Regions from separate parts of the Danio rerio genome. Here region 2 is linked to region 1. A link is a contact called in public Micro-C data. All regions are on one chromosome and are shown on one strand. Each heading gives the region's core, a stretch centred on a gene start, on an enhancer-like site or on the middle of the called end of the contact. The rest is flanking DNA. Distances are from core to core; before and after follow the strand shown.

What was found. Hi-C and Micro-C count contacts between places; a contact is called where the count stands out from the background.
Region 2: a Micro-C map of caudal fin shows a contact between it and region 1, with 5 times the contacts expected there. The contact joins the promoter of zc3h18 here to the promoter of tango6 in region 1. A contact is called at or near these places in 2 of 18 Hi-C or Micro-C datasets (caudal fin and hematopoietic stem cells) and 1 of 4 datasets of contacts at active chromatin or transcription factors (caudal fin).

The regions. Positions count from the first base shown.
Region 1 is chr18:18,458,066-18,460,765 of GRCz12tu, reverse strand. tango6 (transport and golgi organization 6 homolog (Drosophila)) reads left to right here and starts at 1,397. Exons shown (of 18, transcript XR_012394012.1): 1 at 1,397-1,488; 2 at 2,302-2,700. It overlaps il17c (interleukin 17c), which reads left to right. Exons shown (of 2, transcript NM_001020788.1): 2 at 10-262. The coding sequence ends at 262.
Region 2 is chr18:18,528,046-18,530,745 of GRCz12tu, reverse strand. It overlaps zc3h18 (zinc finger CCCH-type containing 18), which reads left to right and starts at 1,327. Exons shown (of 17, transcript NM_001044339.2): 1 at 1,327-2,226. The coding sequence starts at 1,327.

The DNA of each region.
Region 1 (2,700 bases), core at 148-2,647:
GCTAATTTGTATATCTCTTGTATTCTTCAGAACTGTGGAAAACCCAGACATGTACCCCTCAAAATATGAGGAAGCGCAGTGTTTGTGTGATGGCTGCATCATTAACGGGGAGTTAAACAGATCCTACAACTCTGTGCCTGTGTTCAAAACTCATGTATTCCTGAAGAAGCACCCATGCCCGTCTGACCCGGATAAATACTCCTTCACATTTGAACATGTGCAAGTGCCTGTGGCCTGTACCTGTGCAGTGCCTAAACAATAACCGAGGACAAATTAAGACCCAATCTGTAGAGACGTGTCTCATGTACCGAGTAGTGTTTGTTTTAAAATACAATTTTATAAGGTACTTACATTATTTGATATGCTTACATTCGTAAGCTTAAAGGTTGCATGTGTCACATGATTTATTTCAAAGTTTATAAACCAACACTCTTTCAAGAAAGATTTGCTTGTAATATAGTAAAACACTACTTTATTTAGGCTTTATTTATTTATATATTAATAACTTATTTACTATTTATTGAACTTTTATGTAAGGTTTGCAAATATGTGAACTTTTGATCTGCGCTCAACTTTCTTTCTTATTGGGCGTGAAATATTAATCTTGTCAATGACAAGAATAGTTATATTAAGTTCATGTTTCAATGATAACAATCGAATGTATTAGATTCAGAATGCTTTGTTTTTGTAGTTTGTCCAAATGGTATTATGTTGTAAAACAAACTGAATAAAGTCTATGCTTGTATATCAGTGATGGGTTCATTCATCTTTATCTAGATTTATAAATGGGTAAACTGTCAAGGTTTCTGGATCATATTTCACTCAGGAGGATTAATAATTAATACTATTCATTCATAAATTATCATTTAAAGTTTGTTGTTGACATGCATGTGAAAAGTATAACAATTCTGTATTATCATAATTACCATAAAATGAGAATGATTATTTTTAAAAATTGCAGTATTTATTCTGCTTTTTGTGGGTTCACAAATTTATTAATAAGTCAAATACAAGCAATTAGAGAGGAAAGCAGCTTTGTTTTTGTTTTGTTTTTTTAAGATTTTTCTGATTTTATGGCTTGTTTATTGATTTTTTAAAATAAAAAAGTCACTATAAACTGACAATAAAAAGACAATTTTACCAAAAACCCTTGTCACTCATCCTCAAAATACTTATTAGTTGTTATACATTGTTTAAACAGTTTGTATTATTCACACCACATTACACTATCCTTCACACAACTACACTTAACTGTGATCACTTATATTTTTAGAGTAGGCCTACAGTTATATTTTAAAGTATTTGTTTTCTTTTTTACATAAACCTGCTGCGTTTGAGATTGTAGGACTTTTATTATGAAAATATTTAATTTCAACCGTAGTTACGTTGAAGCTTTGCGACAGTCTTACAAGCAACACATTGCGGTGAGGAGCAAGATGACCACAGCATTAATAAAGTCTCTCAGTATATTAACGAAACCTATTCGAGGTAAGAAAAACATTACAACAGCGGACAAATCCTGTTCAGAACACGTTCTCTGTTTTCATTATTCGTTGGCTAACGTTAATTTCAACCAGTACTTTAACGTTACAGTCTTAAAGAATCTATCAGATAACAGTTCCAAACTGTCATTATTAACTCGCCCTTATATTGTTTGAACAATTTTTATACTATTATTCTATTATTCTTTTCGTAAAGCGAAAAGAATAATAGTATAAATAACATTTTTAACCCTTTGTCATGTAAAGTTACTGACATATTAACAAGACTAGCTAATCACTTTCAGTGTTTGTTTTCCCACACATTCAATAATAAATAGCGACAGCCATTTAACGTTAGCTAAATATATTATTTGTGGAGGTTTGTGTAAAATTTAGGTTTTATAAATTTCTTACATACATGTCGGGAAAAAAGATCCTGTTCTGAGTAAAACTTTAAGCTGTGTTCATTATTTAGACTACTGATTACGTGTCTTGAAGAGCACCAATATGAATGTTATTATTTATACTATATATATATATATATATATATATATATATATATATATATATATATATATATATGTATGTATGTGTGTGTGTGTGTGTGTGTGTGTGTGTGTGTGTGTGTGTATAAACATGAAATATATTATATTGATCTATTACTGTTTTTTTAAGTAATTGCTCTAAATGATAATAATGTTATTGAAATTTAGAAGACACGTTACGAAACTCAAATGAACATTTTATTTAAAACAAGTACCTACTAATGACAAATTTTGAAATCCAATATACATTTAAAATGTTCTGGCACACATTCTAGATGGGCAGTTGAGCGATGGTCAAACCACAGAAGCAGCGCTGCTTTCAGCCCTCCAGAGGAACCTGTCTGAGCTTCAGGAGCAAATTTCAGAGGCGAAAGATCTGACAGAAGTCCGTCCTCTTCTGGAAGAGGTCAGAAGAGTCGTCACATGGTTCTGCAGGGACACTGAGGACATAACATGGAGCTTTGTCCAGGAATGTCTTCTCTTGCTGCTTTGCCTGGCTCGACACCTGAAGCGCCTCCTGGATGCCTTTCACAAACATCCTGCGGCACCAAATCTGGCAACCCCTGAAGCAGCTCCTCCACTCCCCCCAGATGTTCTCAGTGTGGCCCAGCAGAAGACACTGGGTGCTGTGCTGCAGTTTGTGGTCACTCTGGGTCTCTGCCCATATTTGGCTC
Region 2 (2,700 bases), core at 78-2,577, 70 kb before region 1:
ATTGATTTTGATATTAGTGTAAGCTTAATGTCATTTTTGATAATGAACTTAGTTGTTTTTAAAAATGATAAACTAATATTAGTGCATTATATGTAAATACATATTCAAAATATATGTTTGGTTTCTTTTAGATTAGGGCTGCTCAATATATCATTTCAGCATCAATATCGCATTGTGTGCATTTGCAGTTGTCACATCGCAGTATCTGCAATAATTTGGGATTATGATTGATCAGCAATAAAGACTTGTATTATTTTACATTGCATTTAATAATTTAATTACTGTACCTGAATATTTGACTACTGTTTGATTCTCTGGAAATCTGCATATTTCACTTTTGTCTTTACAAAATCTTATCTTATTTATGCTTGCAATTTGTTTGATTCACTCTGCCACAAGATTAACCCAATAAATCTAAATGAATGATTTAATTCCATAAAGTGGTATTCAAGTCATCTGCTGAAATTATATGAATATCGCAATATATATGACAGATAATTGAAAATGTCAAATTTCAGATTTTTTCCATATCATGCAGCCCTACTTTAAATATAATAAAATAGCTTTAATTTTTAAGTGTGTGTGTTGGTTGTGCAAAAAAAATTTGTTTTTAATTTAGTTGTAAAGTGTTTTTGCAATATTTAGCATGGATTTATTGTATTCTCTTTCAATTTCTAAATATGTTTGGTAACTAAAATATTATTTTATTAAATTATCTGTTGAATAAATCTGTTTTGTTCAAATGCACCAAAATAAATTGCCTAAATTCACTGAGAAATGGTTGAAAATATTAATTTTCAAAATGGGCTGTACCTTATGCTGAGCACTATATATATATATATAACAATTAGAAGAACTACTAGACAATATAAAAAAATATTTACTAAATGAAGTTAAGAGACATTTCACTGTGTTGTTTAGATTTGTTTTACACATGTGCAACAGTAGGTATTATTTATGCTGCAAATTAGTATTTTAACTGTCAGTTTAGTATCTAAGATATTAACCAAAATTGTTTTGTATCTTAATATTTTGTGTTTTTCTTAAATATATTTTAATGCTACCTTGAAGCTTTTTAATATTTGATCAAAAATAAATATTTGTAATTGTTTTTGATTATAAATAATGTTAGCTGTTTAACAGTGACTCGTTTTTAATTTAATTAAACATTTTGTTATTCCTAATTTTAGTATGTATTTTTTATTATGATTTTTTGTGAGTGACAAAGTTAAACTGTTTTAAATGTTACATGTTTTTCATCTTTTTTTATTTTTAAAACAAACAAACTCTGTCTGTTGTTGAATATCCTTTTCAGAGTTCTTGCTAATGGATACACCTGAGAGCCCGACCCAGTCCCCGCAGTCTCCCGAGGAGGAGGAGAAGGGTCTCTCTGACAATGAGCTGCTGGAGTCGCCTGAGTCCCCAGCAGAAGCAGACAAGGGAGTATCAGACAGTGAGCTCTTGAATGACGATGAAAATGAAGTCCCGGAGCATGGAGGAGACTCAGACTCTGAGGACAGAGACAGGCAGCCTGCTGGCCGAGAAGATCCAGAGGAGCTTTCGGATGTGGAAGATTACAAGTTGGACCGGGAGGAGAGAGAAGACATCCACCAACAAGAGGGTGCTTTGAGGGTTCAAGAAATCGCGCAGAAGGCTATCAAGTCTCCTGAGGAGGAAATCCTAGAGACGCCAAGATCTCCAGATCCTGTTTCGCCAGCGGCAGAACATGAGCGACCATTTACTCCAGCAGAGGAAGAGCGAGGAGATGATGATGAGGAGGAGGAAGAAGATGAGACGACAACCAAATCCGGCCTTGGCCAGGCAGAGCTTGAGGAAGAGGAGGATGAGGAAGAGGAGAGAAGGCGGCGGAGGAGAGCGGCGATGGTTGTGAGCGATCTGAAGGATGAGTCTTCTGTGTCCAGAGATCTGGATGAACACGAGCTGGATTATGATGAAGAGGTTCCAGAGGAGCCGAGCGCTGCTGCTCCTGAGGAAGACGAGCCAGAGAAGCCTGCTGTAGGGGAGGATGGAGAAGATGAAGAGGAGGAGGACGAAGAGGAGGAAAAGAGGCGCAAGAGGAAGGAAAGGAAACCCATTCTGCCTCCGGATAACAGAGACACACCCCTGAGAAAATCTGAGGACTCGAGGGAAGGAGGGAGGAGAGATTCGTTCCGTGATAAAAAGAAAGAAGAGGATGATGGAGAGATCGATGAGGGAGAGATAGATGTAAGTATACTGAAATCATTTGTGACTTTGCAGATTAATATTGTTTTTTTGTTTTATTAATATTATTTTGGTTTTGATGCAACCAGACAGCATTTGTGGAAGTTTGTGCATGAGGGTTTTTTGCTTGTATTGTATAGCCAGGTTGTAACAGTAGAGGGAGCCATTGAATGCAATATTTAGTTTTTTTTATTATTATAACAAATTGCACTACTTTTAAGCTAAAAATAGAAAATACTTCTTCTTTGAATATGAACTCATCACATAATGTATTAATTTATATTTAAATTAGACATTTTACTAAAATTTTAGAGTTGGTAGCATTTTGTAAATGAAAAACAATAATGTGCTAAAAAAATAACAATGTAATCGCCGTAAATATCATAGTAAAATGATGTATGTTAATATTTAAAACAATATTTTTAAACATATTTTAAATAAAATGTATTCCTTTTATTGCAAAGCTAATTTTTCTTT